Regions from separate parts of the Zea mays genome. Here region 2 is linked to region 1. Evidence: chromatin contacts called from public Hi-C data. All regions are on one chromosome and are shown on one strand. Each heading gives the region's core, a stretch centred on a gene start, on an enhancer-like site or on the middle of the called end of the contact. The rest is flanking DNA. Distances are from core to core; before and after follow the strand shown.

Evidence for each region. Hi-C and Micro-C count contacts between places; a contact is called where the count stands out from the background.
Region 2: a contact with region 1 is called in a Hi-C map of tassel, with 2.3 times the contacts expected there. The contact joins the promoter of LOC103654111 here to the promoter of LOC103654099 in region 1. A contact is called at or near these places in 4 of 25 Hi-C or Micro-C datasets (bundle sheath, ear, endosperm and 1 more).

What each region holds. Positions count from the first base shown.
Region 1 is chr4:175,090,568-175,097,306 of Zm-B73-REFERENCE-NAM-5.0, reverse strand. It overlaps LOC103654099 (RING/U-box superfamily protein), which reads left to right and starts at 2,615. Exons shown (of 7, transcript XM_008680923.4): 1 at 2,615-3,992; 2 at 4,080-4,195. The coding sequence starts at 3,111.
Region 2 is chr4:175,947,704-175,954,751 of Zm-B73-REFERENCE-NAM-5.0, reverse strand. It overlaps LOC103654111, which reads left to right and starts at 5,533. Exons shown (of 5, transcript XM_020552699.2): 1 at 5,533-5,935. The coding sequence starts at 5,533. LOC103654112 (LOB domain-containing protein 16) reads right to left here and starts at 2,610. Exons shown (of 2, transcript XM_008680935.3): 1 at 1,682-2,610; 2 at 915-1,552. The coding sequence starts at 2,005. The coding sequence ends at 1,226. It also overlaps the pseudogene LOC103654110.

The DNA.
Region 1 (6,739 bases), core at 1,366-3,865:
ACACATGGATTTACGTGGGAAAACTCTTACGAAGAGAAAACCCACGGACGGCGACGAGCAAAAACTTCACTATAAAGATAAAAAATATAAGAGGTGAGAGTCAACAAGTGATGAGAGGCTCCAAATCCCCAAATCCCTAAACCACAGAGTCCAAGATGGACAAAGAAAGAAAAAAACAACCAGGCCCAATTACTGCAGCCCATCTTTTGTGACACCAACCAGAAAGCCCATCTTCAGTTTACTGATCCCGTATCATCTTAAGGAATTAAGCCATGGCTACATCTTGTTTGAAGGTTAGGGTTTCCTTTTGTTTTAATTTACTATCTTGAACTTTCTTAAGCCTTGAAGCAAGAACTTCATGCTACGTATACTATTTCAAATAGTAAAACAATGTTTTTAGGTTTCTGAAACAGGAAAACGTCATCTTTAATTTGCTTATCGACATGGATCATGTACGCAACAGGAAGATTATTGCGTTGGGAAGAGAGGATGGAATTAGCAGAACCCAACAAAATGTGAATTGTACAAATTACGTACAAAGATTGGAAGATCATCTTCTCCTTCTTTTTTTTCCTTTTCCATTTTTATATTTTTATATCCACAAAAAGAGCCCGCCGCTTTATGTTCTTCTAATATTTATTTTTTATATATATGTGTGTGTCCATGACTTTTCCTTTTTGTTCGCTCTTCTGATGAATCCTCCTGACGATGTTTAATGCAATCATTGCTGAACTGAGACCTTATTATTTTATGAGCCAAAATCAAATCCTATTAATTCCTCCTGGGCCCTGGGCATTCGAAACCTAAATCTGATCTGTCGGCCCAAGACATTAATCTTTTGATCGGCCTGCTGTGTGCTTGGTAGTAATGATCACTAGCAGGCAAGGCATGGCATGCCGGCCGGCCAAGCTTTCTAGTAACACAAAGGCAGGACAGACAAGACATCCTCCTCCTCTGTATATACGCACCGTCATGTCAGCTAAAAACTGCATTACTCTCTTGATCATGTATGTACATTTACATGGCATCAACAAAGACTGATGATGAACACATGTATGTACTATCTAGTAGACTACTACGACTCCTAGGCAGTTTGCTTTGATGGGATGCAACATCGCTGTTAGCTTCACTGTTAAGACTTCCGATGCCACTTTATTTTCTTCTACTCAATTGACTTGCTAGTAGTTGTTGTTGTTGCTGCTACCATTTCATTTCATTTTACTCTATCATTTCATTTTATATTCTCGCTGCCTTCCTCCTATGGTCGTCATCGTCCGGTTAGTTATAATGATATGTTGACTTGTAAAACTGATCTGGTAGCTTTAAACATGCAGATATTCAGCTACAGCAGAGTAACAATATTCACTTGCATAATAATATAAAATTAACAGTAGGAGAACATGTACATATGGTGTTCTTGTCATGCTTTCCATAGATATCGCCAAAAGTCCGGTGCATCATTTCACTTTGTTCAAAAATCAAAAGGCAGAGGAGGGAGAGGATTACGGTCTATGAGCACACAAAAGATGCAGGCTACTAATTAATAAGATTACCCTGCTAGCTTTTGGTCACAGCATGCTCATGATTCTGTCGTCCTGCCGTTTGCGATGAAGCGGCGACTAGCAGCTTAATTTCTGTGTCTGTCGGTGCTGCATTCCGCTCTGCATTTTTCCTTTCTTTTTTTCTTTTTCTTTTTCCAGTGGGGTGGACTATGGAATGGAGGCAACAAAGAAGAGGATGTTTATTCCGCTGTTGCACGATAGGTAGATAGATATGGACAGGTATTTTAAGCATATAAAATGCACTCTAACTAATTAGGTTCTCCATATTTTTTATACTACTCCAGTATGATGGGAAGACTCGAAACAGTTTAAATGGAATGGTGGCAAATGTTTTGCCATAACTTGGCGACATATTAATTCAAGAGGACAACAAACCTAGATAATGATTTGGTTCAATTTACCCTTAACAAGATTTATCGTTTTTTTTTACTTTTCTTTATGTATAAATTGAGTTTTCCGTTCAATTTTTTGTTAGTTAGCAAAAAATATATTACGTTTTTACAATTATTTTGATAGATTAGACATTAATAAGATACAAGCATTAATGATACAAAAGTAAATGTAAAATAATAATTACTCTTTAAATATTTTTGAAACATAAGTTATGATAATTTCGATCGCCTCAGAAAACACTAAATTGAAATTGTACTTGTACATGAAGAAACATATCCAAGGAAGCGAATTGTAAAGGTATTCTAACACATAAAAAAATTCAAAACGTAATAGAACATAGATAATATAAAATACTGGATTCAATCCAATCAAACGGGGCGAGCCAGCCAGGGGCTCAGTTGCGGGGTACTACCAGGAGATTGTCCGGAAGAAACAGACAATTCCACGTGTCAGGACGGGTCCCGCCCCGTCCCTCCATGACGTGACGCCGTGACGGAAACTCCATCCACCACCCACTTCCGTCCCGTCCCGTTTCTCACCCCAAACCAAACCCGCTTCCAAATTCGCGTGTAAAAACTTCACATCCCGTGGCCTCCGCTAAACAAAATTTCGCTGTATTTTGTCCAAACTTCAAATATGTTTAATTATGCAGTATGCACCATGCATAATTAGATACCATACATATACACGCACAGTTGCGATTATTACGCGTGAGTGAAAGAGATACGCGCCTCTCTCCTCTCGCGGCCCAAACCAAATTTACAACAACCAAAAAAGAAACTAAATAAAAAAATAAATAAATAGCGGCCTTTTCTTCTTCGTCTTCCTTCCACCTTGCTCCTCAACCTCTCTCTCTCTCTCCTTTCCTCCGTGAGTTGCGTCTCCACCTCTCCTCCCTCTTCCTTCCGTCCTCGTCCTCCCCACCCAATCCAACCCCCTCCCCGCCGTCCCCGAGGCTGGCTGTAGCCGTCTCTCCGGCTCTGGCTCGCAATCCAACCTCCAATCGCTCGCGAATGCCGCCTCCTCGCCGCGGCCCCAACCCCGCCCTAATCCCCACCCCGTCGCCTCCGCATTAGCCATTTCCCAGCCAACAATCTCTTCTCCTCGCGTTAGGGTTAGGGCACCCCATCTATCTATTGCGACAGACAAAACGACATGGACGAGTACCACCACCACCACCAGCGCATGGGCGCCGCCGCCGACTTCCGCCGCGACCTCGAGGACCTCGTCTGCGACCACCTCGGCGGCTGCTTCTCCCCGGCCCCGTCCTCCTCCTCCTCCTGCTCCGCCGCGGCGGGCGGAGGCGCCGCGGACCATGAGCCCGACGGCGAGGCCGAGTCGTCGGCGGTGCGCAGGCGGAGGCGGGAGTCGCGCCTCCTCAGCCGCTGGGTCGCGCGCCAGGCTGAGGAGGTGCTCTCCTCCATGGAGCGCGAGGTCGAGCGCCGCAACCGCGAGGCCGAGCTCCTCGCGCTCGCGCGCCTCCACCCGGTCTCCACCCTCGACCCCTCCTCCTTCCTCCTCTCCTCGACCGCCGCGCCGCCGCCGCCGCGCCCGCAGGCGCCCTCCCTCAACGCGCCCTCCTCGCTCCTGCAGATGTGGCGCGAGCTCGAGCACCCCCGCGCCGACGCCGCCCACCCCTTCGACCGCGAGCCTTCCCCGGACAACGCCGACCGTGACCGCGAGCGCGTGCGCCAGATCGCGCGACGCCTCACGGACACCGCCGCCGCCGCTGCCACCGCCACCGCCGGTGGGGAGTGGCTCGGCGAGACGGAGCGGCAGAGGGTCAGGCTCGTAAGGGAGTGGGTACAGATGGCGAGCCAGCCGCGCGACTCCCGTGCGGGCACGCGCAGGGACGAGCCTGCAGCCGGGACCGACAGGGACAGGCGAGGGGAGCTGGAGCCTCCTCGGCTACGAGGCCGGCAGGCGCGATTGGATGTCATCAGCCGTATGGCCAGGGAGCGTCAGCGCGAGCTGCAGGGCATATCAGGGTACCATGTGGTGTCGGAGTTTCCTCGCCGCAGCCGCAACCGCATCCAGGTGGGAACCTAGCGGCATTGCATTGCACGAACCACTTACCTGTGAAACCGTGCATGCTGGTTTGTGAAATTGGTGTTTTCGTCACAGGGACTGCTTAGGGGAAGGTTCTTAAGGAATGGGGCGCTTGAAGAGGAGCGACCACCATCTGTGGCAGCGAGGGAGCTTGGGCAGTTGAGGCAGAGCCATCGTATGCCCGCCTTGAGGTTAGTATCCTTTTCGATTATACAATACAACTCTATGGTAACTGGACCTATATATTTTGATGACTCTGTAATCAACTATGTCATTACAAGTATGTGCCTCCGTGCACATTCAGTGCTGGATGGTTCAATCGTATCATTTCCATCCCTTCTGTACCACAGAATGTTGGAGAGAATTCACTGCATTATTTATGCTATTTTGATAATTCTGATGTATGAGGTTTGGAAGTGAGAATGGTTGCTACTTCCCACTCCGTTCCATTATAGTATAGGCCTAGGACCCAGTTGTACAGTTTCATTTGTGTTTGTGGTCCCTTGACATCCTGGGGGTGTCTCTGGACAACACATTCCTTAGTCTACTAGCACATTGCCTGTTTGCCTTGTTTTCTTTATGTTCAGCGGTAAAAGTGTTTTACCAGGGTAAAAACACAGCTTCTTGTTTGATTTTCTGAGCCTCATTTAACTCATGCTTTATTCCATGTCTCTCAAGGATCTTTAGTATCATAACTACTGCACTGTTGCTGCTCCTATAAACAATTCTTTGATTGTCACACACTATATTTGTACTAAAAGCCTAGACAATAAGGATCAGGAGTTGTTTATTTTATTGTTTATTGGTAAAGAGATAAACCCAAAAACTGGGGAATACACTTGCAAGCCAACTGAAAGTATTGTTTAACTGTAATCTGTCTGGCATTGCCAGATACTACAGTGTGGTAAAATAGATTGGAGATGCTCTTTTTCGTTGGAAATGTATTGCCCAGATATTGGAACCATTACAAATATTTATGGTCTCTTATCAAGTTATTCCATCATGCAATATGTGCATAGGTTGTTCGTGGTGCCAATGCCACTGAAATTACTTCTAAAATGAACTACCAATCTTTTACTGTGGTAGTTGTGTTACTAGCTAAAGGAAAGCCACAGGCTAGGTTTCAGGTGCCACTGTTGCTAATTATACTGGTCCTTCTGATGGCTGGCCATTCTTGTTCTATACGTTATAGACTATTCACCAACCAAATAGGCTTTAAATGCTACTGGAAACTGTATTGATATTGACTAGCAGACTGGAACCTCAGGTCTTTGAGTCCAGCCTCTGCATGTCTTAGTGCAGTTTGATGGTGATACCAACTATCTTGTACCTACTACACCCGCTTGTCAAGCTATATCTCTTGTGCTATTTTAGCTGGCATTAGTTACCCTAGATTGCTGCTGAAGAGAATCCTCTTCCTCTTAGCTCTTATTCAGAGTATCGATAGCATTGAACGATGATATGAGCCTCTCTCTTAACAGTGGAGTTATTGATCATTTTCATGCAATCACTACAACTTTAGCACGGGTTTCTTCGTGCGTCGCACGTCCAGCGAGAGCTCCTCCAATATTCAAAAAATGGAGTGGGGGCGAGGGGATTCGATCCTTGGCCGCCTGGAACAAAGCCTTCGACTCTTACCACTACAACCAACGCCCGCTTGTGATATATAAAGGAGAGAATTATAAATATAAGGGCATGTTTGGTTCGCTACCTAAGTTGCCATACTTTGCCTAACTTTTCTGCCTAAGGTTAGTTATTCAATTTGAACGACTAACCTTAGGCAAAGTGTGGCACATTTAGCCATAAACCAAACAGGCCCTAAATGTACTAATAATTTTAAAATAAAAAATACAATGTACGGGCAACTAACTAGTATATTTTTGATGTATGAGTGATTGACTCATGCAAACAAGGGATAGCATATCTTTTATTACTACCACTCCCAATTCTGATGCATCTGTTCCATGTATTTTATTTTGTTCCTCCAATTCTTTCATTGCCAATGTTATTCCATATTTTCTTATACCTTGCTGCATCTAAAATCCCGCAAAAAGTGTCATTGCTTTATTTTTTTATGGCATCCAAGAAGCAACCTTGTAGTGTATATGTATACTAGGATAGCATCTCTTGATTACTTGACATTTCTTTATTCCTGATCCTTGATACAAAGATATATAGAATTGGTCGAAGTTAGAAATGATTGACTGCTACATCCCATTGGTGAACTTCTTCTGTGACTGGAGGGATTTTATATAATTTTTTAAAAATAAATAAATAAATACAATTAGTTTCAGAGTGGTTAAAAGAAGAGAAAGGGTATCAGCGACCGAGATTGCCATCGGTGTTTATGTTCTTGTGACTTCTATTCTCTTTTTCACAGGACTAAAAGACTAATATAAGTATATATGGTTCTTGTTGTACTGCTGGCAGGCTTAACAAGTGTACATGCTAGGGTAGAGATTATGGACAGATAGATGCAAATGCCAAACTGAGAACTCAAAGTCTCTGTATTATGTAGTTTATTTTTAAGTTAAATATAAAATGATTTTGGTAACTTTAAAATGTAGATTTCAAGATACAAAGCCTAAGAAGGCAAGATAAAGACACACACAGAGAGACTGCCCTGCAGCTATGCTGCAGCCTTCACTAGAGCTGATAATCAGAGGAAGGCCACAGAGAGAAAAAACTGCAGGGAAACCCCACACACTACTAAAACTACGCCCTAACCGTATTAA
Region 2 (7,048 bases), core at 4,284-6,783, 850 kb before region 1:
AAGAAATCAGCCATTGGGACTAACCACAGTGGCCGACCTACGTAGCTAGTAGCCTCACCGTGTTTCTGTTTCTGTGCACGCACTGTGCTTAGGTTTAAGAGGTCAACAACTACTACGTGCTGTAAAACACACTCCTCTGACCTCTCTGATCTCCTGCTGTGTGGTTGCAGTTGTAGGACGCACGCAGAAGTAAACGTTGCTGCGGCTGAGGAGTTCATACCTTGTCCTTTGTCAAGGGGACAGTCACTCTGCATGGCATGGAAAACTAGGATTAGCAGCCTACGAATGCGTACAAGTCGTTTTAGGGTCTCTAGTGAGCAAGATACTTACTGGTGCCAAGTCAAGGAGACCTTGGTGCTGCTACTGAAGCTTCTACTTCTCTCCACACTGAACGCAGTGTTTATCTTATCTTATTGTTGTTGTCTTGCAAGGAAGCATCTTGATCTACCATCACATCAATCAGCTAGGGGTGGAAAAGGATAAAATCCCAACGACTAGTGGTGAAATACACATGTACTGACTTGAATGAATGTTTGCACAAATCTTGGAGCACACAGCAACACCTCCAGATGCATGCCGTTTTTCAGGACCAGAGAAACATATGGGGGCACAGAAGTTCAGGCTGCAGTTTGACTGCATCATCTGCTGACTGATCTGTACGTACTGAATCAATTTTCTTGCAAACAAAGTAGCTAGTCTTGTTGTTGGAGCAGTGGCCTTGTATCACTCAATCATGTTCAGACTTCAGAGCAAGACTGGACTTCCACATTGGCAGTTAATGAGATGTCATGCATGACAAGATGAACTTATCAACTTAGGAGTATGTATATATCAGTAATAATATAAAGGTTCTTATTATCTGGCCAGACACTTCTTGATAGAAGTAGTGATTAACCAAAAAGAAAGAGAGAGAGAGAGGGAAAATGCATGCTTGCCAACCACTATGTATGATTTATACTAGCAGTACTAATCATCATGATTATATAGGATCACACAACACTGATGATATATATAGTAACGAAAGAAAGAGAGAGAGAGACAAGGAGAGTACTTCATCACTAGCTGGTACAAGTTGTTAACTTCCTTTTGCAGGAATTTCTAGCTCATCTCTCAACACTTGCATTAGCGGAGTGGAGATCGAGATGAGAGATGGCACAGCATGGCATGGCTCCAAAACGCATGGTGTCTGATTCTCATCATCCTTCCTAGGCAGCTACAGCTACGGCTACAGGGAGTAGTTGGGGCTCCTCATCATGGCCTGGGCCAGGTACTGGAGCTCTCCGGCATCCACCTTGCCTGCGCAATGCTGCCCGGCGGCGGCGGCGACGTCGTCCCTGAACCCGGCCACGAGCTCCGGAGTGAAGAAGTCGTCGAGGGGCCCGCCGGTCCTCCTGGCACTGCACGCCGCGTCCTGGCGGAGCAGGGCGCTGATGCTGGCGCTGTCCGGCCACTGGTGGTGGTGGTGGCTCGCCGGCGAGTGCGCGGCGGCGCCCTGGACGCCGCACGCCAGCTGCGCCTTGGCCTGCATCAGCTGCGCTTGCAGGATGGCGACCTGCAGGGTGCATTATTATTGTATTCTCGATCAGATCTCTCGATGACGATTGATCGGTTAGGGTTATATAGTAGGATGGCATCGATCAGGATCATGTGATGATGTGATGATCTGGCTGTGCATGATCACCTGCTGCTGGAGGGCGAAGATCTGGGCGACGCAGCCGTAGACGGGGTCCCGGAGCCTGGCCTGCGCCTCGTAGGTGATGGTGACGACGGCCTCGCAGCGGTCGGCGACGGGGAGGTGGGACAGCAGCTTGGAGGCGTTGCTGGCGCCGAACACCTTGTGGATGGCGGCGAAGCGCGCGGCGCCCTGGTCGCTGCTGAAGTAGGGCGCGAACACGCACTCCGGCACGCACCGCCGGCGCAGGAACTTGCACGCGCCGCACGGAGACCCCGCGCCCGTCGCGGCAGCAGCAGCGGCAGCGGCAGCGGCGGCCCCTCCGTTGGCCATGTCGTCGGTCGTCGTCAGTCACTGGCGCAAACGGCTAGCAAAGGAAGAGCTAACTAGCTATAGAGCTAGTCGATAGATCGTCTCCGATGTGCTAGCTATGCTATATTGCTATGGTAGGACTTGCGCGCTGCTTCTGCTTATGGATGGAGTATGGACTACCGGTGCAACTCGAGGGGAGATGGATTTATAGGAGGGGAGGCGAGAGGAGGGGGAGCGCGGAGGAGGGCTGTGTCTGTGTAGACAGGTAGGGACGAGTGTCTGGTTCGAAGGGAGCAGACGTGTTAATGCTGTGTTGAAGAAAAGGAGCCCGCGTTGCATGCTTGGCTTAATAAGCTGCCATGCACCACCACGACCTGCAGCTTAATTAAAATATCCTAGCTAAACACTCTCCTACTGCTTGCTACGGCACCAGTGGCTGAATCCAAGTTCTAATCCATAGCAACTAAAGATAGCTGTTGAATCCAAGTTCTACTCACTAAATAGGAAAGAAAAAAAAACAAACAAACAAACAAGAGAGACTGGTGCAGATTTCAGAGATAGTCTTCCACATTTTACGATGCATTTGCATCCTTCTAGCTAGTCCTATAGCTAGCTATAGCTGCTAGCTAGTATCATGAGTGAGTGAGAAGAGACCCTTCTTGGAGCGTATGCGTATCGTTGGAGAAGATGGGTGATGAGGTATACATATACTCATGTCAAATCGAAGGATTGGAGGGGGGCATAGAAATCGGAGGTGATTGTGCGCGTACGTGCAGCCGGCATAAACAAAGCATTTCGCGCCGAACGGAACGGCCGCACTCTGCAGTACTCCTACTACAGTACAAGTAGTGTGGACGCCCACGTCACCTCAAAACTGCCCGCCGCTGCCGTTGGATCTATCTGCCTGCTCTGCTCTGCTCACATCGCAATCGCATGCATTAATCTAATCGTATGACGACGGCCATGCACTCCCTGATGATAACCTGATTGCTTTGCTTTGCTTCGTCCATCCATCATCGCCTTTGACTGCTCATACATCCTCTTCAGAGTTCAGACCAACAAAAAAAAACATTTGTCCTCTAGAAAAAAAAAAACTCCTTGGCACCTCCTTTGAGCAGCTCCAATAGTTATGTAAAATTTGGCTCTTTAAATCATAGGTTTAGAGAGTTAACTTTAATTTGGGAGTTAAACATTTGTGAGTTCTCTGAATATAAGTGACACCATAAAATCAGTGACAGAGTGACAAGGGCGACATTGTGACACAACTGCCACCATAGGTATGAAGTACTAGTAGCTTGCAAATGCAACTTCACTGGTTTAATTTGATCGTAAGTAAGTGCCATCTTGGAGGCTTGGAGCAAATCAAAGCTGCTAGTTGGTCCTTTTCACTCTTCAGCCAAACTTTATAGTACTAGTACGCAGAGGAAACATGACAAACGACAGAAAAAAAAACCAAGACTTGCAGAACAGAGAATCTCTACACGACGTTTTGAGTGATATCGTCAGTTTTCTGGTTCCGGGAGTTTATAAATGGTCTCTAAATGTAGAGACAAAATAAGGATATATAAGAATTGAAGTTCCTATGTTTAGAAAGTTCATAAAGAGCTGTTGGACACAAGTTTTAAGACCAACTACCTAACTTATTGATTTAGAGAGTCCTTTAGCAAACTAATGGAGTTGCTCTTATAGAAGAGAAGGGAAAAGAAAACATCATCAAAACCAAAAAACATTTGCTCTCTTTCTCTACTGTACTTTCTTCAAGTCAACCCCCTTCTCTATATCACACCATACGGTGTACAGTACAGGCACCACCCACCCACCTACCATACGGTGTACAGGTACCTGCAAGCTTAGCTTGGCATCGCAACGCAACTGTAAGGGATGCAGATGCATCCAACACATCCAGTCAGTCAGCTGATGTATGAGGTCATGCATGGGGATGGTGATGGCCATGTCATGTCAACCCTCCTCTACGGAAATCCAAGCACAAAAACAGCAGCTCCCACGCCCGTGTCGCTCGCCGAAGCCCAAAGAAGAAACCCTGGCGTCGTCCGCATTCATCACAAGCACCGAAATCCATGGACCATGGGAGTCCCAGGCCAGGCATAGGCAATGGATGGATCAGGCGAGCGCCGTCCTTGTTGAACCCAACCAGATCATCATGCTACGCCCGCCTGCCAAGGGGGAGAAGCGGGGATCAGACAGACACCAACGGCTCTGCCGACTGACCACCTTAGCCGAGCAACCACAGCTGATCCTCGTCTCGTGGGAGTATGCGCGCTTCGCAAGGATGTCAATGGCAGTCTGCGCCCTGACAAGCAAGATATCGTTCAATACAAAGTATAATGAGCAAATGGATGATGCTCCATCGTCACAAAACTCACCATGGAACTCTGTAGCGCCGAGCAGCTATTTCCAGGCGTTTCACAAGGGGCCTCCAGCTGCGACTTGAGAAATATCTTTGCTCCCTGTCAGCTTCCTATGTTCAGAGCTGCCATCGGCCCTTTCTCGGGCTCTCTCAGGCTTCTTGGGCTTGTGCTCAACAAAACCATCCAAACCGAAAGGATCAGAGGATTCTTCTCCTAGCTCCGAGGCAGCTACGATCTGTTTTGCTGTCGGTCACTGTGTCAGTTTTTGCTTGCAGCAGCAAGAGCTGCAGCTTCACCATTTTTCATCATCCGCTGTTGCCACTGAGATGGTAAGCAAAATCTTTCCTACCAGGCAAGCCACCAGTGGATACATGGTTGGTGCAGTCACATTAACCAAGGAGCCTTCAGCCACTTCGCATTTGGGTGATCATAGGGCTGCACACGAGGAGTCTCAAGGAAGAGAAACTGCATGGGAAAAGCAAAACCCTGGTTTAAATACATTTAATTCACACGAAAAAGAAGATCTCATGTAATATGGCACAGATAGTTCTTTGTAGCGATATAGGTAAGCACGTGCCTCAAATGACTTCCCCGATCTCTCGTACTATGGGCTCAGGATCCTTTGCAAACTCCTCCAAAAGCACAATGCTCTCTTGGTCTACACAACACAGCACGACCACAAATCTCAGACAACCATAAAATGTCTATGCATGGGAATGGGACCGGAGTTGGTAAATGACATCTTGCTAAAGCTCGCAGTGTTAGTTACCCGCATTGAGCCAAGGGCTTCAGCGGCTTCATGCCTGGCCATTGGATGCTCACAGACATTCTTCACGACCGTAGAATGTGCATCTGAAGCGGTTTTATTTTGCAGCTGACCTAGCACATAAGCAACCTGTCGAGAGAGAGAAAAAAGTGCTGCATTAGACAAAATTGAAGGCATCTGACTGACCAAAAACTAAGAAGTAACGGGATGTTGTCCTCCCTAGCGTAACAACTAACAATACTGACAAACAACTGACATATGACATCATAAATTTAAAAAATAACTGCAAGGCTGCTCAAGTCAGTGCTCAACTCCATTTTAACAGATTATACCAATTTGAATATCATGTAAATGTTAAAATCAAGACTACCACGCTGCTGTGATGATGTGAGTTCCTTCCTTTGCAGGACCTTATGGCGAAGTCCATGGTCAAGTCAATCTTCGTTCGCCGCGAACACGACGTCTGGGCCGCGCTGCAGCGCCATAAGGCCATGCTGCTTCGTGCCAACGAGCAGTTGGAGCTGAGGAGCGATGAGGCGGCGGACTTGACTTCGCTGTGCGCTGAACTGAGAGACGAAGCCGCGGCCGAGCGCGGGAAGGTGTCTCCGCTCGTGGAGGAGGTCCGTCGCCTGAAGGCAGAGGCGGCCCTGCAGCAGGAGGAAATGCGACTGCTGAAGGGAAACCTTCAGGCGATGGCCGCGGAGCGGAATGAGTCCCGGCGTCAGGTCGCCGAAGCTTCCCTCCGCGTCGACTCCCTCTCCAAGCACTTGGAGGCCAAGCGGTCCGAGAGCCGAGCTTTGAGGGCTCGGACGGGAGGTAATTGTTAGGGTCTAGTCATGGCTTAACGCTTCTGTCCTTTCCCAGAGCTCAAGAAGGATCTGGAGACCGCCGCCCAGACCATGGACCAGAAGGTGGCCGAGCTGAAGGAGATATCGGACACTGTGGCGGAATTCAGCCGAGACCTTGATGCGGCGGATATCCACGGAGCCGTATGCAAGCCCTGAGTGGCTATGTATGGAACGAACTCTGCAAGGCCGTTCACCTTGGGGTGAAGCTGGCGCTGTTAGCAGCAGGTAGTGGAGATAGATCCGAGACAGGAATTGGAGGTAGGAAGCAGGAACCTCGGGATTTAGGAAGATAGCAAGAGATTCATAGGAACAGAGAAAGCACAGGTTAGAGACGAAGAAGAAGGTATAGTTCTGTTTACAGTCTGAATATCTTCCCTTGCCCTATGGACGATCTCCTCTAAATACTCGTTCAACTGGCTCACGACACAAAATTACATTGCTGGTCACTCTGGGCCGCTCAGCTTCACAATTGCCGCCCAGGCTTGCTCACTCCGCCTCGGCCCAATTGTCTTCATGTCCTCATATGTAGCCTGTTCCCACCACTGGATGTATGACATTCCCCCTTTCTTAAGATTTGGCTTGCCCTCAAGCCAAAGCATCATGAACTTGAGGTCGAAGACCACTCTGCCCGGATCCCATGGAGTTAGCAATCCAATGATCCATATCAAATATTTACCACAACCGATCATACGTGTCACTCCAATAGAAGCAAGCATTAGATGAAGCTCATGAAAAATATAGCCATTGGCCACTTCTATCATTTCTGGTAGTAAATGCCTTTCTATGTTGGTGGCTAACTCCTGTGACCAAGACTTGGGCAATAGAATATTAGGAAATGAAAACTGTGCACCACAAAATTCCTCAACTGATGATGAATACTTGAGCTTTCTGAAAAAGAATAGGCTGTTCAGGCCATGTGACTGCTGCCAATATATTGATAGTTCAGAAAACTGAAACTGGGTTAATTCCTGACCATCCCAAGGAGCAAACATATCAGCCTCAGTGAAATGTCCCTGTAAGTGTTGCAAACTCAGTAGATCAAAGCCACAGAATATCATGTGCACCCTCTCATTGTGTTGAA